Linked DNA regions of Rattus norvegicus: region 2 is linked to region 1. The links are chromatin contacts, called in public Hi-C maps. All regions are on one chromosome and are shown on one strand. The core of a region is the stretch at or near the end of the contact, and the rest is flanking DNA. Distances in the headings are between cores, read along the strand shown. Region 1 holds the start of Psmd2 (proteasome 26S subunit ubiquitin receptor, non-ATPase 2). Region 2 holds the start of Eif2b5 (eukaryotic translation initiation factor 2B subunit epsilon).

Region 1 (6,319 bases), core at 2,206-4,705:
GCGATTTGAATAACTTAGTGAGGCCTTGTCTTAAAATAATGTGAAAGGCTAAAGCTGTGGCTTAATGGTAGATGACTTGCCTAGCGTGAATGGGGTCCTGGGTTTGTCCACAGACTTGGGGAAAATGAATTTATGGGTTCTGCAAGTTCCAGAACTCAAAGAGATACTAATGAGCAGTGTGTGGAGCTTGGCAGTTGAACAGTGCACAAGACTTGTACTGTTAGAGCGCACTGACCATGGGAGATGCTTGGCTCATGTTCTGCCTTCTTGACGCCTGATCTCAGAGACCATCTTTAGACCTGGATCAGGCCAAGAGTGGTATCACATCCCTATAATCCCAGCACTTGGGAGAGAGCACAAGCTCATGGTTCTTTGTGATTTCATGGCCAACTAGGCTACATGGTGAGATAAAATCCCTAATTTGGGTCAATGAGCTGGTCCGGTAGTTAACCTGAATGTGAACCTCAGAACTTACATAGGAAAGAAGAGCTGACTCCACAAAGATGACTACTTTGAAATGCATTTGTTTGAATAATAGCAGGTCGTGAGGTGGACACAAAATGATCAGAAGTTCAAGATCATCTTCAGTCACAGATAAGAACTTGAGACCAGGAGCTGGAGAGATGGCTCAGTAGTTAAGAGCACCGGCTGCTCTTCCAGAGGTCCTGAGTTCAAATCCCATCAATCACATGGTGCCTCATAACCATCTGTAATGGGATCTGGTGCCCTCTTCTGGCCTTCAGGCATACATGCAGGCAGAATACTATACACATAACAAATAGATCCAAAAAGAACTTGAGGCCAGCTTGAATATAGGAGACCCTGTCTCACAGAAAGAAAAATCTTAAGTGCCCACAGTGCCACCATCTCTGTTTTATGAGTGGGGGAAAATGGGAAAACATTCCAGGAGCTTCAATATCAGACAAGAACAGACTGTACCAAAGACATGTTAATCACCAGCAGTTAATTTCCTAGGTCAAATGCAGATATCTGTCTGCCAGTCAAATTCATCATGCTGAGTGGGACCATTACCAGCAACAGGTGTTTTTCCATGCAACACAGTTCTCCCAGGTCATATACCAAATAACCAGATAGCTGCAAGAAACTTATTCACAGTGAACCAGGGTTAAAGTAGAACCTCTTTGTAGAGCAATACACAGGGACTTGGTACTCAAAGTGAGGCAAGGTGAACCTCAGGTATATGTCACCTTCACACTTAACAGTCCTGTCAAGTTGAGGAATAGCTGTGTTATACATTCTGTTGTGTTGAGCCAGAAGAGAAAATGAACAATGCTAGGCATCTATGCTATCCCATTGGGCAATTTATTCCCATCCAAAGTAAGGAAGCCTGCCAAGAAAGACGATCTTACCCTTGGTAAACGCTAAAAATATCGGGCTAGAAGAGAATACTTCATAAAAAGTAAGCACATTTTCAAAGGGCTACCATGGTTCGCCAGTGGAGAATCCTGACAGTTTTCCAATTTGTAGTTCTGGGTTCCAAAGAGAAACCTCAAAGTCTTATTAAGTATGAAGCTGAGCTAAGGGCCAATGCAAAGACATGGCCACCATCTGTTAGATGTTTGTTAAGGCCTGTCTCAAACCAGGCAGGGCAAAAAGACAGTCAAATACAGTTCCTTGACCTCCAGGAGCTTAGAGTACAAGGTGGGAGAGAGATGTGTCAAGGAAAGCATGAGCTCAGCAAAGAAATGCAAAGCCTGAGAGGCAAGAAAGGAAAAGTATCCTAGAAGGTGGCGCCGGGCTGGCGCTCAGAGGACGCTAGAATTTACCAACTGAAAACTGAAGAAAGCATTCCTTACCGACAGAATGCCAACTTGGAGAGTATTCACAAATGTGAAATGTGTAGGATGGTTGGATTATAAATGGTAGGGCCACAATATAATTCCTACCTGGGTATCAATAATAAAAGAGTGAAGGTACCATCTGCTGTCATTTCTAAAGTAAACAGTAAAAATCTCCATAAAACACTTGGCTCTTAGGAAAATATCACATACAGAAAATTAGTGACTGACCCAATCTCACCATGTAGCCTTAATTGCAACTCTAGTTGGCTAGATTTACAGTACTTAGCAAGAATTCCCTCCTATTGAGCAGGACTCAAGTCCAGCTAGGTGGTTGGTTGTTACCCTCGATATAAAAGTACCACTATTGCACCTTTGGGGATATTACACTGAGCTGATCGTTCTGGTTTATAAGCTTTACAGTTGGTTAGGACCACTGACTGCTCTTCTCCTTGTCAGCTTGCAGAGCATCTTAAGACGTTATGAGAACTAGTTCTCAGGGAGGACGCCTCCTGGTCAGTTTCACTCAATTCCTCCAAGTGAAATGTTTGGTGTCCTCAGTAATAAAGTCTTACCTTCTGGTTCTCAAAGGCAACCCAGGGCAACAGGCATAGCTTGTATTGTTTTAGGAGTCTCTTGGATTTCCCTGACCAACAACTCTGAGGAAGGTTTACTGTGCCTGGCACTGAGATTTCTGTTAGTCGTTGGCTCTTGAGGGGAGCATTATCACCCCAAGTGGGGTAAAAAGTTAGACACTATTTCAACAGGGTCTCCTTGTGTAGTTCTTGGCTGGCTTAGAACTCACCATGTAGACCAGGCTAGCCTTGAACACACAGAGATCTGCCTGCCTTTGTCTCAGAATTTAATCCCAAATGTTGGGATTGAGAGTGTGGGCCATGATGCCTGGCTTACATATTGACTCATTTTATTCTTTAAGTGTTTTTACAAGAGAAAGTTTTTGTGCTTCACATAGGCAGAAAACAGACTGGTTTATAGAAACCACACAGCTGTTTGTTTCTAATATCATGTTTCTAAAGTTTGAGTTTCTCTCACCTTTCCAAGTTTTTATTTCAAAACAATGTATACTTAAAATAACTTGAAATGCACACCAACAAACTCTTCATCTGGACTCATCGCCTTTTTGATAAACCATTTTAGGGCACAATTTCCAATTTATCTCCAACATACTGATTGGTATGTGACTGTTGATTTGTTGATTACACACACACTTATGATTATATACTATGCATATAGTATGTACCTGATATATGTATGTGTATATGAATGGATGGATGGATTTCGTTATCTGTGATAGAAGTCATAGAAAACAGAAACTGGTAGAAATTTCCTACAGAGGACTAAAGCAAACATGAAAATGTATGGACGCTCTGCCTTCAGGATGACCTTCTCATCGTACCAAGCATCCAGCTGTGGTGAAGCTACGGGTTCAGAGAGCTAGGCATCTCCGCGTCAGAGACACCCTAACCCAACACTAGTAGTTCGGCTAGATGCCGGAACAGTAATTTCCCGGCTGCCTCAGAGTGCGGAACTCGGGATCCGCCGGGCGTTTCCGGTCTGGAGGACGACGCGCGCGTTGCAATCTGGGAAAAGGGGCGGTGCCAGCAGGTGCGCGCGCAGTAGGCCGGCAGTAGTGGCGGAGATGGAGGAGGGTGGACGAGACAAGACACCCGTGCAGTCCCAACAACCCTCAGCGACAGCCCCCAGCGGCGCGGACGAGAAGTCGAGCGGCAAGGAGCGACGGGATGCCGGGGAAAAAGATAAAGAGCAGGAGCTGGTGAGACGCAGCCTAGGGATCCCGAGGAGGAGGAGGCCTTGGGCTGAGTCACTGCTGGCTTGAAGGCCTCGGGCCCGACTCCCTACTGCCCACCGCACCGGGGAACTCAGAATGGGGAGACCCTGACTTTATGCCCTTTCCGCCCCATTCCCCACCCCATTACGCACTGCCACCCCCGAGGCCCTCACCACCACATCGCGGGTCTTTGGCTATTTTCTAGAATGGCTTCCGAAAGCAGAGCCTGCCTGGTTCAGAAGTTAGACAGCCTTTCCAGCAATGCTGCTTTCCTATCTCACTGCCTCTTCTTGCCAATAGACATTCACACTCTCCACCTGCACCGGGGTGAGTGGGAGGAGAATGTGATTCGGGTTCCTTCTTTTGATGAGCTTCTTCCCCTAACCCTCCAGTCTGAGGAGGACAAACAGCTTCAAGATGAACTGGAGATGCTCGTGGAGCGACTCGGGGTGAGTCAAGATGTTACTTCAGGGAGAATGTAGTTGGATATTTCCCATTTATTTCATTTTGAGGCAACAATTAGATATCACATATTAGATATTATGATAGTTTGAGGGAAAAGAGTTACAAAGGGTATGGGGTCATGTGTCTCAGGGGTTGAGGAATCATGGGATAGGAGTCAGTTATGTCTTTGAGCAAAGCGTTGCTTAGGTATGTGTGAGTTATGATGTGGAGGAATATGATTCCTTTTGATCTAAGCACTAACATCCCCTCTCAGGAAAAGGATACATCCCTGTACCGACCAGCTCTGGAGGAACTGAGAAGACAAATCCGTTCTTCTACAACTTCCATGACCTCAGTACCGAAACCTCTCAAATTTCTGCGTCCACACTATGGCAAACTGAAGGAAATCTATGAGAACATGGCCCCTGGGGAGAATAAGGTAATTCAGAATATGGCAGGGTCTGTCCAGTTGAATAATTCCTTTTTGAGCTAGAAAACAAGAACCATGGTAAGTCACTGAAAGCCTAGCGGACCTCACCTGAGTGGACAGTTCATCCTAATGAGACTATGATTCTCCTAAAAGAGGAGCCTGTAAATGCTGCTCAGCTCCTTGGAAGTTTCTGCTTCATTATACCTTAAGGCTTTTTAGCATGATGTGTTTCTGCGTGTGTGCATGTGCCTATGCATGCCTAGAGACCCTTAGTGTTTATGGTTGGTTTTGGGATTTGAACTCTGATCTTCACGAGCATTCAGGAAGTCCTCTTAAACGTTGACCCCTCTTCCTCAGCCACTCTAGTTGCCCTCAAACTCTCAATGTGGCCTAGACAGAGCTTCAGTTTATGGCTCTCCTGCCTCAGCTCTGGAGTGCTGGGATTATAAGCATAAGCCAGTTTGCTTGGCCTTCTAAATTGTAAATAAAATAAATAATATATAATAAAAATAAAATTTGTTTTTAAAATAAATTTAAGTAAAATATTAGAATTTACTTTTATATTTACATAGATGAATGCCTTCCCTCCCTGATGTGTATCCTCTGTGTGTAGTATCTATCTGTACTGGCCAGAGGCCGGGAATATATCCCCTGGAACTGGAGTTAGACTGTTGTGAACCCCCATGTAGATACTGGGAACTGAACTCAGGACCTCTAGAAGAGCAGCCAGTGCTCTTAACCGCTGAGCCATCTCTCCAGCCCCGACTCGGGACCTCTTAAGTGTAGAATATTGAGGCCAAACTAGGCAGTGTGATGCAATGAGACACACTGTCTCCTAATATTACAACTGCGAAGCGTCTTTCTTTGATCCCCCCATTGTTTGTCACTCTTGAGTTAGGCTAGCTTCAGAGGGAGCTAGCAACACCACTTTTGTAAGGCTTTGGCATGGACTATGGGGACTAGTATATAATAGATTTTATTGGTGAGTTTTGCAGGCAGTGATCTTGATTGTGTGATGGCACATGCTGTTTTCCTTACAGTGCTTTGCTGCTGACATCATCTCTGTTTTGGCCATGACCATGAGTGGTGAGCGGGAGTGCCTCAAGTATCGGCTAGTGGGCTCCCAGGAAGAATTGGCATCGTGGGGTCATGAGTATGTCAGGTAAGGCATTTTCTTTTTGGGGTGAGAAGGGACTTGGGGGCATTATTCTGTTGGTTTGGAAACTGAATGCGTTGAATCCCCCAGACACTGAATTCTTGACTCCCAGGGACCTGCTTCACTAATGAGCCTGTCTTTCCGTAGACATCTGGCAGGAGAAGTGGCTAAGGAGTGGCAGGAACTGGATGATGCAGAGAAAGCACAGCGGGAACCATTGCTTACCTTGGTAAAGGAAATCGTCCCCTACAACATGGCTCACAATGCTGAGCACGAGGCTTGTGACCTGCTCATGGAGATCGAGCAGGTGGATATGCTGGAGAAGGACATCGATGAGAATGCATACTCCAAGGTCTGCCTCTATCTCACCAGGTAAGGGCGGACAGGAGAGCAGGGTAGCAGGCCTGCCTCTTCAGCATTGGTCTCCTGGGGATCTCAGGGTTGCTTCTTGAAGGCAGAAACTTTGTGTTTCCTTAGTAATCCTGGAACGTAGTACATTGCCTTCCATATATTAGGTACTCAGTGTGCATACTTGGGAAAGAAGTAAATGAATTGCACTCTCTGAAATTGTACTGCTTTTGACTTTGTAGTTGTGTGAATTATGTACCAGAACCTGAGAACTCTGCCCTCCTGCGCTGTGCCCTGGGCGTGTTCCGAAAGTTTAGCCGTTTCCCTGAAGC
Region 2 (6,319 bases), core at 1,074-3,573, 150 kb before region 1:
GCCATCTATATGGCGGTCAAAACACTTCAGTGTACCAGGGACTCAGGATTTCCTCAGTCCAGGACTCAGGATGTTCAAAGATAAAACTGGGACAGAACTGAGTGAGCAAGACGGTCTACATCCCTTTCTGCCCTCCTGCAGGGTGCACATTCCTTGGGGGGAGTTGAATAACTAGCAAGCCAGGCACAACTTCACACTATACCTGTAACTACTGACCCCTGTAGACTGGAGACACTCTCTGGGCAGTGCTTTCTCAGAATAGGAAAGAAAATCCCTTACCACAGACCCTCTGGCCTCCATATACACCATAGATACGTCTGGTTCCTACTCCACAGTACAGAAAACCTCCACATTAAAAATGACTTCATAGGCTGGGCATGGTGGCCCACATCTTTAGTCCCACCAGTTGAGAGGCAGAGTCTGGTGGGTCTCCATGGGTTGGAGGCTAGCCTGGTATAGTCAGTGACTAATACCACAGCAGGAAGGGATATAGAGTGAGACCTTATCGCAAAAAAAAACAAAAAACAAAAAACAAAAAAGAAAAAAAAAAACCAAACAAACAACCTCTGTCATAAAGTCTATGACATAGACTCTGGGAATTGGTGCAGGCACATTGCATCACACTGATCTCTAGGGGGCAGTGTTACCTAATTTCACAAGCCCCTGAACTCCACATCCAGCATTTCTGGGAGCCCTGTGTGTGCCCGTGTAAGAATTCCCACAAGTGCACATTTTTCTTTTTCATGAAGATCTGTAGCGCAACCAATCAATCACGCAGAACGTACATGTATACATTCTTTTATTTTGGTCGTGTTTGCCTACCCGTTTGATCAGTTGTCGCGAGGCCTCACTGCAGATCTCACTTCCTCCTGTCTCAGTCGGTGGTGGAAATATACACCCTTGGGTGACCTGTACTACATTGATTTAATTGAAATTTTTTTACTAACCTTTTCCCTCTTTGTACCGACGTTTTCAAAAGCAAATGTTGTTCTCACAGCACCCTCCTTAACTGAGCGAAGAAAGAAATAACAGGTTTCTGAGTTCCATGAGGAATCTAAACTGTAGAAACACAAACTAACCACTCTCTGTGGGGAGAGAGGGCATCTGGGGGAGGTGGGTGGAAGCAACAGAGGGAGTTGCTGAAACCTGCAGGCTGTGGGATTAGCAGAGGTTCTGGTGCTGAATGGGCACAGATTGCTTACAGGAATTTTTTGGCTTGACAGAATTACGCCCAGGCTGTGTGCCATTGCTTCCTCAGCCTTAAGCTTGATTTATAAACTGCGGCCACAGCTTCTTTTCCCGAAACCTGTTGCTCTGCTTCAGCGTCCAGCCTGAAAAGCTTGCTTACTACGCCCCAATCCTACAGTTTACTGCTGCTCTTAGATCCAGCCTCTTCTGTGATAACGCTTGTGGAACTAGGGAGTCAGATGAGCCCCAGCACCAGTCTTTCCACTCACTAGTTGGGCGTGCTTCCTTGGTCTGATTTAAATGTTTAAGAAATGCCCGTGCTTTAGGTCGTATTTCCAGAACGGGAGGAGGGAGGGGACACGGAGGAGGGAAGGGACACGACCTAGCCCATAATCCGCGGGTGCTCCGTAAAATTAACCGCTTGGGGTTGGGGATTTAGCTCAGTGGTAGAGCGCTTGCCTAGCAATCACAAGGCCCTGGGTTCGGTCCTCAGCTCCGAAAAAAAAAAAAAAAATTAACCGCTTGCCTCCACGTTCAGTATTTGGGCAGATCGTGGGTTCCCTCCCAAAGACGACAGATCCCCTTAGATGACTAGAATTGCAAGTGGAGAGCTACATTTAATTTTTAGATTTATGTGGAAGAGTGTTTTGCCAGCTTGTATGTATTCCACAGGCATGTGTCCAGTTGAAAGTGAGTTGGACACCACAGAATTGCAATTGTGCATAGTTGCTTGCCACCACGTGAGCGCTGGGCGCCGAAGTTGGATTCTCTGCAAGAGCAGTAAGTGCCCTTAACCGATGAGCGATTTCTCCAGCTCTGGGCAGGGAAGCTGCAGACTCCTGCCGGGCGATCACAAGCCTACTCAGCTCGCTGCCATCTTAGCTTGCCTAACTCAGCAGCACTCGCTGACCGAGTTTGACAACGGTGGGATCTCACCCCTCCGTGGTAAGTGCACCACCCAGTACCGCCAACTCCTACAAAACTAGCACGGTCTGCCACGCCCCGGCTCTGGCCTTGCACGGGGGTGGGTGGGGCCTGCTAGTATACACATGCGCACTCCTTCCTCTTTCTCTCCTTGCAATCACACCTTCGCGTTTTGACTGCGAGTCCTTTTTGTCCCCTACTGCGTGCGGTGTGGCTTCCCGGCGGACGTGCTGACTGCGAAGCAAAATGGCAGCCACTGCGGCGGTTCCCAGCGCTGTAGGCGGCCGAGCGAACAAACGCGGCGGCGGCTCCGGCGGCGGTGGAACCCAAGGTGCGGAGGAGGAGCCGCCGCCGCCCCTCCAGGCAGTTTTAGTGGCCGATAGCTTCGACCGCCGCTTCTTCCCCATCTCCAAGGACCAGCCTCGGGTGAGGACCCGGCACGCGAGCAACCTGCGGGCCTGGAGGGTAGCAGGGCTACAAGTTGCCACTGCAGCTTGCTAGTGAAGCGTGTTCTGAAAGTTACCATAAAGTTGAGTTTTTCTGGTTGAGAGAAAGTGGAGGGACTGACTGAAACCCCGGTGGCTGTCCGTCCAGATGAGTAGCTAGCAAATATGGATTCTCGCAGGGCTGTCTGCCCAGCCTTGAGAAGGATTGAGAGGGCTGTGTATAGAATCAGTGTTTGAGGGGGTTGGGGATTTAACTCAGTGGTAGAGCGCTTGCCTAGCAAGCGCAAGGCCCTGGGTTCGGTCCCCAGCTCCGAAAAAAAGAAAAGGAAAAAAAAAAATCAGTGTTTGAAAGAAGCCTTCCCAGGGGGATTTAGTAGCGCAAGGGGGCCTCCATTGCCTCTAACCTTGCAGGACATGGGCAATTTAAAAAATGCTTCAAAAAGCGATGGTAATATATACCTAAAGGGAAAAAGGCTAGATCTCGGCCTGGTACGGGCTCTTTTCCTCCCATCTGCTGCAAGGGGAACCGAGTGGGTTCCCCTCAGCCTTGGAACTACCTAGACATAGGACATTGGTATTGGGCTTGCAGACTGCTCGGTCCCTCAGCAAACAGGGATTTGCCTTTTACTTAAGAATTCCTAAGGCTAACGACTGTTCACTTTTGACAAGTGTTTGAATGATTTCTGTGACTCAGTGTCAATAGGAGGAAATTCTATGAGAAGAAGGTCTTAGTGCTTAGAGTTATAGAGCTATGATTTAGGGCCAACATTTGTCCTTAATGTCAGCCCTGGTTTCCTATAACATATTCTGTGTCTGATACCATGTCTACTAGGCCCAAATCTTAGACTGAACCTTTGGGCCTATTTGCTTTAGAATAAAAGGGTAAAGCAAACTGTAGTGTCTGCAAGCCCCGATGAAAGGCACATTGTTGCAGTGGGGTACCTGAAGTATAATAATGGCTTGAAGACCTCAGACTTTTTCATATCCTGCCCTATAGGTCCTATTGCCCCTGGCCAATGTCGCGCTGATCGACTATACTCTGGAATTCTTGACTGCCACGGGTGTACAGGAAACATTTGTCTTTTGCTGCTGGAAGGCTGCTCAGATCAAAGAACACTTACAGTAAGGCTCGGGAATTTTTCCTTTCCATGCTTCACCGTCTTTTTTCCAGTCCTTCCAGCATGGGTTTGACGAGGTAGAGACATGAGGAAAACTGCATCTGTTCTGAGCTCGTGTATGATTTAGTGTTTTCTTCACGTGTCCTGAGAGAAGCTGCTGGAGCTTTCTTTGCCTTGAGGTTTCAGTGATGGAAATCGAAAGGCTTGGCTATGATTTTCTGAGTCTTTCAAAGTTCGTTCCAGTGAGTTTTGCTTTTTATGTTCCAGTGGGTATGTTATTGGAAGAGCATCTTTATTTTCCCACTGAATTTCTAAACACTGTCTGTTCTGACCCCCCAGTGACAGGAACAAGTTCTTTCCCCTTGTCTCCCCCACTGCCCTCCTTAGTTTCAAGCCCACTGTAAGTTCTTAAGAGATGCTTGTTAAAATTTGGAAGAGCTAGTCTGGGAATTTATGAGTTTTGGAAGTAAAGACTAGTATACTGAACATGTTTTCCATGTTACCGTGCTTAAAGTTGATACAGACTCAGAACAAGAAAGATGACTTGAAAAAAAAAATGTGTTCCCAGAATACTTTCATAGCCTAGATTTCATAGGATTTTAAATTCAAACTCACATTTCAAGACGGGAGTCAAGGTATAGAAAGGAAATGGTCATACTTCTCAAACACATAAAACTAATGACACTGGAAGCCGAAACCATTTATTATGGTTCACGCGTCTCTTTGAAGCCAGAGACGCTGGCAGGAAGCCAGAGAAGCCACAGAGGAGTATAAATGCTGAATGGAGGTTAGAGGTCAGGTCTGTGATAGTCTGTTTACTTTATAGTTCCTCATCACTTTCCCACAGGAAATCCAAATGGTGCCATCCTACGTCCCTCAATGTTGTTCGAATAATCACATCAGACCTGTACCGATCACTAGGAGATGTCCTCCGTGATGTCGATGCCAAGGCCTTGGTGCGCTCTGATTTCCTCCTGATATATGGAGATGTCGTCTCAAATATCAATATTTCCAAAGCCCTGGAGGAACACAGGTCAGGTGGGGAAGACGGCAGGGACAAGACTTAGGGACCAGTTGAGTCCTAAGACTAACTCTGCCCCTCCTTCTTTATAGGTTAAGAAGGAAGCTAGAAAAAAATGTGTCTGTCATGACAATGGTGTTCAAAGAGTCCTCACCCAGTCACCCTACACGCTGCCATGAGGACAATGTGGTGCTAGCTGTGGATAGCACCACAAACAGGATTCTTCACTTCCAGAAGACCCAAGGCCTCCGCCATTTCTCCTTTCCTTTGGTAACTGGGTGTCTGGGGAACTCAGGTAGAAGAGGGAGGAGCTTCGAGAGGAGAGATGAGCTAAAGCCTTTGTAACTTCTCCCCTCAGGGCCTATTCCAGGGCAGTCTAGACGGAGTGGAGATTCGATATGACTTGTTGGATTGTCACATCAGCATCTGCTCTCCTCAGGTGAACTCTTCAGAACAGAGCTGCATAGCCAAAGAGCAAAACTCTAGGGGTCTGTTCCCTTTCAAGTCCAGGGGATGCATCTTTCCCCTCTTTTTCTGGTTTGTTGTACAGTAGAGAAGCACAATTACTTCATTCCCAGTATATTGGGAACCAAATCTAGGGTTTGTCCTACAGCCAGTTACTATGGCTTTGATAGCTCTCTGGACGTTGTTACTGTAAAGCACCTACCCTTAGCATAGTGTGTTTTCTCCACAGGTAGCTCAGCTCTTCACAGACAACTTTGACTACCAAACTCGAGATGATTTTGTGCGAGGCCTGCTAGTGAATGAGGAGGTGAGGAAAGCTCCCAAAACGTCTAGAGGAGAGGGTTTGTCTTGCTCTGGTAACCTTGGGTTCCCTTTTGCGTTTCATTAAGCCTGAGACAGCTGGGAGCAACGATCCATAAAGAAAGCTCAGGCCATTTGATGGTGTCATCGAGCGGCAGAGAGGCACTGAGAGGCTTAGAAGGGTGTATACTTGGGGAGTGTCTTCCTGCCTTGCTTGATTGGGTAATCGTCCCTTCTCATTCAGATCCTAGGAAATCAGATTCACTTGCATGTGACAAGTAGGGAATATGGTGCCCGGGTCTCCAACCTACACATGTACTCAGCTGTCTGTGCTGACGTCATCCGCCGATGGGTCTACCCTCTTACTCCAGAAGTCAACTTCACTGACAGCAGTACACAAAGCTACACTCATTCCCGACACAACATCTACCGAGGGCCTGAAGTCAGCCTGGGCCACGGCAGCGTCCTGGAGGAAAACGTGCTTCTGGGAGCTGGCACTGTCGTTGGCAGCAACTGCTCCATCACCAACAGTGTCATTGGCCCTAACTGCCACATTGGTGAGCACAGGTGGGGACCCAGCAGTGGCCCTAAAGTGTGGGGGCTGCAGTGTGTCTCCAGAAGCTAGGGAGGAGGCCGAGGGATAGTCCTTATGATTAGGAAGCTGAGTGGCTATCGTAAGGAAGGAGCAGAGAGACAGGGAGGTGGTCCACGTGTGTTGCTCTTGCGGGGGACTCAGTCTCTGTTCCCAGTATTCATCAGGTAGCTTGCAACTCAAGTACAGGAGGATCCAGTGACCTCTTCTGACCTTGGGCACTGGCGCGTCCATGTGTGCACACAAGCACTCACACACATAGAGT

The links. Hi-C and Micro-C count contacts between places; a contact is called where the count stands out from the background.
Region 2: a Hi-C map of kidney shows a contact between it and region 1, with 5 times the contacts expected there. The contact joins the promoter of Eif2b5 here to the promoter of Psmd2 in region 1. A contact is called at or near these places in 12 of 12 Hi-C or Micro-C datasets (the A7r5 cell line, the Rat2 cell line, Schwann cells and 7 more) and 1 of 1 datasets of contacts at active chromatin or transcription factors (oligodendrocytes).

What each region holds. Positions count from the first base shown.
Region 1 is chr11:93,760,524-93,766,842 of GRCr8, reverse strand. Psmd2 (proteasome 26S subunit ubiquitin receptor, non-ATPase 2) reads left to right here and starts at 3,455. Exons shown (of 21, transcript NM_001031639.1): 1 at 3,455-3,594; 2 at 4,002-4,058; 3 at 4,328-4,492; 4 at 5,524-5,645; 5 at 5,787-6,011; 6 at 6,230-6,319. The coding sequence starts at 3,460. LOC102551589 (a long non-coding RNA gene) reads right to left here and starts at 3,383. Exons shown (of 5, transcript XR_010056204.1): 1 at 3,217-3,383.
Region 2 is chr11:93,904,804-93,911,122 of GRCr8, reverse strand. Eif2b5 (eukaryotic translation initiation factor 2B subunit epsilon) reads left to right here and starts at 2,323. Exons shown (of 16, transcript NM_138866.2): 1 at 2,323-2,538; 2 at 3,556-3,680; 3 at 4,524-4,709; 4 at 4,790-4,967; 5 at 5,056-5,136; 6 at 5,392-5,469; 7 at 5,707-6,019. The coding sequence starts at 2,359. LOC134481032 (a long non-coding RNA gene) reads right to left here and starts at 671. Exons shown (of 2, transcript XR_010056206.1): 1 at 280-671.